Regions from separate parts of the Zea mays genome. Here regions 1 and 3 are each linked to region 2. A link is a contact called in public Hi-C data. All regions are on one chromosome and are shown on one strand. Each heading gives the region's core, a stretch centred on a gene start, on an enhancer-like site or on the middle of the called end of the contact. The rest is flanking DNA. Distances are from core to core; before and after follow the strand shown.

Evidence for each region. A called contact is a pair of places that touch in the nucleus more often than the background predicts.
Region 1: a Hi-C map of endosperm shows a contact between it and region 2, with 3 times the contacts expected there. The contact joins the promoter of LOC100284052 here to the promoter of LOC103626417 in region 2. A contact is called at or near these places in 3 of 25 Hi-C or Micro-C datasets (ear, endosperm and tassel).
Region 3: a contact with region 2 is called in a Hi-C map of tassel, with 2.5 times the contacts expected there. The contact joins the promoter of LOC100283751 here to the promoter of LOC103626417 in region 2. A contact is called at or near these places in 5 of 25 Hi-C or Micro-C datasets (bundle sheath, ear, endosperm and 2 more).

The regions. Positions count from the first base shown.
Region 1 is chr5:60,343,942-60,346,641 of Zm-B73-REFERENCE-NAM-5.0, reverse strand. LOC100284052 reads left to right here and starts at 1,337. Exons shown (of 13, transcript NM_001370614.1): 1 at 1,337-1,399; 2 at 1,646-1,943; 3 at 2,048-2,159; 4 at 2,239-2,312; 5 at 2,464-2,532; 6 at 2,610-2,693. The coding sequence starts at 1,653. LOC100501691 reads left to right here. Exons shown (of 13, transcript NM_001196366.2): 11 at 44-121; 12 at 227-274; 13 at 392-666. The coding sequence ends at 463.
Region 2 is chr5:59,946,282-59,948,981 of Zm-B73-REFERENCE-NAM-5.0, reverse strand. LOC103626417 (protein PHOSPHATE STARVATION RESPONSE 3) reads right to left here and starts at 1,252. Exons shown (of 7, transcript XM_035959046.1): 1 at 863-1,252.
Region 3 is chr5:60,406,520-60,409,219 of Zm-B73-REFERENCE-NAM-5.0, reverse strand. It overlaps LOC100283751, which reads right to left and starts at 1,359. Exons shown (of 4, transcript NM_001367171.1): 1 at 780-1,359; 2 at 477-616; 3 at 303-375; 4 at 1-213. The coding sequence starts at 1,194. The coding sequence ends at 104.

The DNA.
Region 1 (2,700 bases), core at 88-2,587, 400 kb before region 2:
TGCTATACAGAACACTATATCTACAACTTTCCTATATATGTAGGGTATCAGCTGTGCTGATGTGGCTGATATCTGTGTCAAGGCACTGCATGATTCCACTGCGAGAAACAAAAGTTTCGATGTAAGATTGTTCTCTTGCTCCCTTTCATGTACGGCAACGCTTACTCCTACTGACAATAGTATGCTGTCGTGCAATAACTGAACTTGTTGCTACGCACTCGATTAGGTATGCTACGAGTACGTCAGTGACCAAGGGAACGAGCTTTATGAACTTGTAAGTTAATGGTTGAAATCCAAAACTGATGGATCCTCACGTTCTTGTCAAGGCCATGAATTGTTGTTTCTGTTTAGTTTCGCGTTTGATAATAATATATGGCATGGACGTTTTCAGGTGGCTCATCTGCCAGACAAGGCTAACAACTATCTCGCACCAGCACTGTCTGTTCTAGAGAAGAACACCTGATTGATGCGCACCATCAGACTCGGACATGTAATATACGAGTCATACGACGTGTATATTTTCTCCTCCTGTAAAGCCATACGTTTTTCCTATACAAGCCTTGTGTCATTCACATGGTATGCCGTTTGGCCCTTCTGTAAAGATCATTGCACAGACCGACTCCAGGAAACAAAATTTTATTTTTGCAATATTGCATTGTATGATAAGTTCTCCTGTCCCCACTCCTTTTCATCTAAAACTGTAAAAGTTTGCATAATTTCACCAAGAAGAACAGTACAGTGGAAAAGAAGAGACCAATCTTTGAAGCAAAGGAAGCAGTGCACGTGCACCTGATGAAATGATGGCTGGTTTGCTCACAATCTTGAAAGAGAATGCAAAGCCTGAGGCTGCAAGAGTGGTCCGGACTCTGGAGTACTCTCTCTTTCTCTGTTGGGAAAGTTGGTTTCGGCCTGTTCTGCTGCTCAAGCAGCATACGGCAGCTCACGCCTATGGTGGACAACCAAAGATTCAGTGCTCTGATTCTTCTTGGTTTGTCTTTCTCCGGCAGATCTCTAACGAGTAGATGTTCTCTCTTCTTTTCTTTTCTTCTTTTTTTGAAAGCTTCACTCTAACCTGAAATCGGCTTTACTTAAATTTCGAGCCAACTTAATCTTCTTCTTTGCCAATTCTTTTTTAAAGAAAAGTTTGAGAGATGCCTCTAGTTTTTTTTTTGGGGGTGTGTGTTTGCGACTACAGAGTCTGAAATCACAAATCAGAGCTGTATAGGGAGCAGGTGGCGACTGAGTGACTGACAAACGTGGGGAAGATGGAGACAAAGAAACGCAAGCCTGTGGTCTACTAAAGACGGGGGCATCGCCATCGAGGGCAAACGGAGGCCACAGGATTAGCAGCTTCTCCGTGCTGCTGCGTCTCCTCCTCATCGTCCTCTCCAGTGTCCAGGTAACACCCCCCTGCCGCCAAGTGCTCCTCATCTTCTTCTCCAAGATTTGGAAGTTTTTGACTGCACACAGCAATCTCCAATCCCCCTGATTTCTCTCCCTCCGAGAACACCACTTCCGATTTTCGGTCGAACTATTCGGCATTATTAGAAGATAAGAAGATAAGATATGCTCAGGCGTCGGAGTCGTTCTCAATTGCTGACCATGTCTGTGGAATCCATCGTATTGGCGTTGACCTCCGTTGCAGCTCGGCCATGGCGTTCACCGTCTCCTTCTCCCCCGCCAACGTTCAGATGCTCCAGGCTAGGAGTGGCCACGGCCACGCCACCTTTGGAAGCTGTTCCGCCGTGCCAAGAGCCGGGCCAAGGCTGCGTTCCACGGCCGTCCGGGTCAGCAGCGAGCAGGAGGCGGCGGCGGCCGTCAGGGCGCCGTCCGGGAGGACCATCGAGGAGTGCGAGGCCGACGCCGTCGCTGGGAAGTTCCCTGCTCCCCCGCCGCTGGTTAGGCCGAAGGCCCCTGAAGGAACGCCGGAGATCAGGCCCCTTGTATGCACTCGATGGGTTTCGTCTGTGAATTTTGCGTGCTCTTACTGTAACCGCAAAATCCTGACTTGTGCATATACATATTCTTCTCCCCACGTGTTATTTAGGACATGGCAAAGCGCCCCCGTCGCAACCGCAAATCACCTGCTCTTAGGGCTGCATTCCAGGAGACGAGCATCTCGCCTGCTAACTTTGTGCTTCCATTGTTTATCCATGAAGGTTGGTAGTGGAATTCACTGACATAGAGAGTTGAACACAATTCACATCTGATATGCTGGATTTGCTCGGTGATCTGTAGGAGAAGAAGATGCTCCTATCGGAGCTATGCCAGGGTGCTATAGGCTTGGGTGGAGGCACGGGCTGCTTGACGAGGTACTGAAAGTGTTGGGGCCTTGAGGGTTATCTCGTATCCTGAATGTTTGTTTGCAATGTTCTTTTCGATGAATTTACTGGAGACAAATTCACGTGTTTATTGCTTGGATCAATAGTATTAAGTAACTCTTCAAACTGATGGTATGTGCAGGTTTACAAGGCCCGCGATGTTGGTGTTAATAGTTTTGTTCTCTTTCCTAAAGTTCCCGATGCATTGAAGGTCTATAAACAAATACAACAAATTTCTTGCTTGTCTGTGTCTTAGGCAGAGTAGCTTACGCTCTTGTTTTCCTCCAGTCTCCAACAGGAGATGAAGCGTACAACGATAATGGTCTGGTTCCACGTACAATCCGCTTGCTCAAGGACAAGTTCCCTGATATTGTAAGTT
Region 2 (2,700 bases), core at 3-2,502:
CAGGTGGCCATTTGTAACAGTATTTAGATAAAACACCTAGGAAGCCAAAAAGGTCCACATGGCCAAGAAACTCACAGTAAAGATTGGATACGGTTGCTGGATGATAGAAGGGGGCAAAAAAAAGTAAAGGACGAAGAACTCTAAAAATCCAGAGAAAACTGTTGTTGCTGAAGGAGGAAACTTCCACAGACTGTTCATGAGCTGCAGTTAAATTCTCGCTTAATACTAAGCAAGCAAGCAACCACAACCAACCAAATGTGTTTATTTCTTCCGGCAAATGAAACGATGAAAGGGAAATAAAATAAGGGTGGTTTGCAAAAGGCTAGATTCGAGATTCCACAAAGCGTCCCGGAAAATCAACCCATTTTATGAGGTGAGTGCGTGCTGTGCTGTGCTGCGGTGCCCGTCAGCGTCAGTCAGTGAGGCATGCTGCTGTACACGCCCATAGCTCTGCTCAGGTGCCTGCCGTGCCGGTGCTACACTCACAGCTGCAGAAGACAAGTCGGGGAAACCTGGCATGCGGTTGGTGAACAGGCCTCGAGGAGACCTCAAGAAACCAACAGAAAATCAGCAACGTGCAGCACTCGCCAAAAACAGTTGACTGAAACATGCATGGGGGGGACGGGTTCCGAGCAGGAAAGATGGGATAAGTTAAAGACAAACCAAGGATGAGGCTTCTCTTCTCTGCCTGTCGAGGTTGACGTGCCCAGGAAACAAAGATCACTACCGCTAAATCTGGCGCGAGAAACCGTCTGAAGCCGAGGACCCCAAGAGATCGGCGGCGTGCAGTGCCAGTGCTGATAGGAGGAGGAGGAGGAGGAGGAGGAGGAGGAGGCGGAGGATCTTTGTAACCTCGTCTTACCTGGAACTCCACTCCGGCGATGAGACGGGTTGCGGGAGATTCAGAATCTGGAGGCTCCCCGAGTGACTTCTCTCACTCCACCCACCCGTCTCCAGTCTCTCCACTCTTATCCAAGACCAAATCTCTCTCCCTCTCTCTCTCGTCAGGGGCTATAGGTGCCGTGCCTAAATCCTACCTCTCTTCTTGCAGATCATTGGCTCGGTGCGGTGCCCCCTTTCTTGGTGCGCACCATCCATCCCTGGTCTGGTTGGTTGGTTGGCTGGCTGTTTTGCTTCCGGTCGTCGTCTTCTGCGTGGGGGGAGGGAGAGTTAATAATGGGCAGCCTCCCTCCCTCCCTCCCTCGCTGCATTTCCGGTTCCGTTTTCTGATTTGGTTATTTCTCGAGATCTGTCCGCATCTCCTCTCCTCTCTCTCCACCTCTCTCTCTCTCCACCAGCCGAATTTTTTATTTTGCTTTTTTTTACTATGTACTATAAACCCTGAGACTGAAGGCTGACGGCACAACCATTTACGGTAAATTCCCTACAAGCCCATTTTGGGTTTAGTGGCGGTACGCGTCAATGGTGTCAGCAGCCATACTTTGCCCTGTGTTTTTTCTTTTTACTGGGATCAGCATGTTGCCATCTTGAAACGATGTGTGCCTGCCAACTTGCTGTTGGAGTACTAACTAATTGTTCTGCGGCAAACCATGTGCGACGGTCCACAAATTTGGGTGGATTTGCCATAAACTAAGGGTCGTTTGGTGACCATAGGAGGGATCCATAAGGAAGAATTCCTTCACTATTTAGAGCTGGTTTGGCGAAAGGAAAAATTAGGGATCTGTGGAGAGGAATTTTTCAGCTACTTTTGGATCCCTCCAATTCTTTTTCCACCAAATCTGCTCTAAGGACAGATTTAGTGGACAGGAAAATAAAGGAGATATCTTTTCCATGGATTTCTTTTATTTCTCTGTCCTCCAAACGAGTTCTAAGGGCTAATTTGGCTACCAGTGATTACAGGAGAATTGGAGGATATTGAAAAGGAAATTAATTCATTTTCTTCTCAATTTTTTTTCCAATCCATATGATTCTGTTGTCACCAAATTAACCCTAGAGACTGGTTTGGTAGAAATAAATATATCATCTCAATTTCTGTGGTCACTAAACTAGCCCTATTATGATCCCCTCGCAGTACAGTAGCGGAGCGGACGCTAGCGGCCGTTCACGAATCCAGCCAGCGTGCGACTCCTCTATCTATTGGGCGCGAAGCTGGAGCCACCCATGAGGCAGGAATGGATAATTGGCGACATGATTAGCAGTGCAACAGGAACGATGGAAACGCGTGCATAAACAAACTATGGATCCATCTCCTTTCGACGTCAGAGCCTTTTACCGCGCGCCGCCGGGAGAACGGAATATGCGGCGGCATATCGCGAGAGAGCGGCGTATCACGTCGAGGTCACTTCTTGGCTACGGGCGGCTGCTGAGGCGAGGACCGCCGCTGCCAGACCACACTACACATCACTGGGCGTCTGGGGCCACCCGCTGCCCGGAACGACGGGTCGCTTTCCCCGCAAAAGGCAGTGATCGAGTAGCCAGGAGCCGCCGCGGACGCCAAACCAGACGCGATGCCTTGCAGCCGCACGCCCCCGGGCCCGGGGTCCCGGCGCCGAGCGCAGGCCGCAGGCCACAGGCCACAGGCCACAGAGCCAACTAGCCAAGCTCCTTGGCATCCGCCAAGCGTTGTCGCGGCGCGCCGCGTCACGGCCCGCACTGCGACTGCGACCACACCACTAGGCTAGGGGCTGCCTAGCTGGTAGTAGTAGAAGAAGCAGCCGGGGCCGCCGAAACGGAGAGCAG
Region 3 (2,700 bases), core at 110-2,609, 460 kb before region 2:
CCTATCTGAACTCAGTTCTCGGTCACGGTACCCTCTTCAGGAGATTCACAAATGCCGGACCCAAACATAGAACAACCCAGTGCTTCTCTTCCCCTCGCACGCATCAGTAGCCCTTGAGCTGGCCGCCCAGTCCAGCTAACGCGATCCATTTCTCCAACGCCGTCGCGGACGACACGAACGCCGACTTGGAGGATTCAGGGTCGAGCTTGCTCACTGGAAAAAACCAGAGGATCCACGAAACCTGTCAGGTTCATTCATACTACGGGCACAAAGCAGGATAGGCCTTTTGCACATGTAACTACCTGATGTAAACAGTGTGGCCAGCGAGCTGTTGAAGCTGTCGACCACGTTCCTCTGCTCCGGGCTTGAGCTGAGCTGTTGTTACACACGCGGATCGAAATAGATGAGAAGAACGCTGGAGTGGAGTCCTGAAAAGACAAGGATGGTTGAGAGAGAGAGAGAGAGAGAGGAAGAACCTTGGAGAAAGCTGCATTGATGTTCTGCACCCACTGGGCGTCTGAGCTTGGTCCCAGCACGCTGCTCGCGGCTGGGAGGTCGTCGTTGTCAATGGCCTGCCCGACTTTGCTGAGCCTGTAGATGAGGTCCTGCAAATACCCTGTGGGTTTTGCGGATCAAACCACAGCACGGTTTACGGTTACTGCTGGAGAGCAAAGCTTCAGAGGTATTCTTGTCTAGTCGTAAATGGAGGGAGGAGGAAGAAGAAAAAAAAAAGAGAGAGACGAGAGCGAGCGGCTGCAACTCATGAGATGTGAACAGACCGGTCTCGGCGCCGGAGGAGCTGATGATGCCCTGCTTCTGCAGCCGCTTCTTCCTGTCCTCCTTCACGCGCTCCAGCAGCTCGATGTCGTCGTCTTCCTCGAGGACAAGCGCCCGCGCGGGGCGGTCAGCGCGGGCGGAGAACGAGGCGGCGACGGCGGCGAGCGCGCACGACGCGAGGCCGCGCCGCCGCCCGACGACGACGGCGGCGGCCTCACGCTGGTGGTCCTGACCACCGCCGCTGCTGACGCCTCTGAACGACACTGGCACGGCTCTCTTCTTGGCCTTCCCTCCTCCCGCTGCGGCAGGAGAAGGATGCTGCGCCGGCAACTCCTGCGCCGCTACCGCTACCGCCGCCGCCTTGGACGCCGGGCCGCATCCAGCGAGCGCCCATACCTCAGTGACAATGGACACCATCGCGTTATCGGCGCAGGACGCACACAGCCTTCTCCTTCCCTTCCCCCACCAGGAAGCAGCACCAAGAGGCAGAGGGGGGAGAAGCAGGCGCGACAAAAAAGCAAGCAAGGAAGCATGCAGCGCTGGCCCAACGAAAGAGTGCCCCCCTTATCCTCACTATCCTGTTTCGGCCGTCACAGCCACATAAAAGTTAGCCCACTGATCACTGAACTGGACAGCATCAGGATCTTGGCAGGCAGCCAGGCGCACACAAAATAGTCGATCCTCCACACAAAATAGAGGAGAGAGACAGACCACCACCATAAATTTCATTCATTGAATTAATAATTACTGTCTCACATACATAAACAATCTCCTTGCACATAGTTACCTACTAACTAAAGGAACCAAACAGGGCCTTAGCTGATCCTGATGTTGGACTAAGGCTCCAACAGCAATATGGATATAATCACTGCGTCTCAGTTCCATCTGTAAAATCTATATAGCCTGTGTTCTAAGGTGCGGATGAATTATGCACAGACACACTAGCCTACTCATTCTTATCTCTGGTTTCAAACTCTGCTATATAAACAATGTAGACTAGAGGCAAGGCTAGGATGTACAGAAAAAAGAGGCACATATCTTTATCACCAGAACCAGCTCCCGCGGCTGTCCACGGCCTTGACTGTGGTGGCTACGAGCGGCATGTGGCCGTACATGGCGGCGAACGCGTTGAGGCACCTTGATCTCTGCAAGCCATGGCCTTTCAGGCTGCTGATGCCGCTCGATCCAATCTCAAATATCCTTCCTGCGGTAGTATATCAAGGGACAGGGATGTGAGGAAGGTACCAGCTGCAGAGGATCATTATTATTATTATTATTCAGTTGCTACTCGAGGCTGTTGCCAATGCAGCAAGCAATGGCCAAGCAGAAAAAAAATGCCAAGGAAGTTTCAGATGAACTACAGTGACTTCTTTGCGCTAGCAGGTGGGAAGCTCAGGAAATTATGAAAGTGATAGTGGCTTCATCAGTTTTTAAATTCCAATACAGCCAAGCAACAACAAGCTCGTGTGGTCAAACAATGTAAAAAGCTACATAGTCCTCCTAATTGCAAGTATAAACCGTCCCTCTGAAATCTGAATCTAAACGAAGGATAAGGTCTGTAGACCCTACAGTGGCTGATAAAGTTTGTCACGGCCAAACAAAACAAAAAAAAGACTATCTAAGTATATTTTAACTAATAATGTCCATTAACTGAAACCGCTCTCTCAAGATTAAATTTGTGGATGCAAGAAGCAGACAAATTCAGCTGATTCGGCAGCTCTCTCTCTCTCTCTCTCTCTCTCTTTTGTCAAGAACATTTTTCTTACTCCTTGATGAAAAGGGTGCTCATTGCTCACTGACCTTGCACCCATATAGGCGGGGCTCCAGTAGCATTTGCAACAAGAAAAGCCATGGCGATGTCCTCACAGTTCCTGCCAAGCGTTACCATAGCGAAAGAGTAAGATCCATGGAGTGGTACACTCC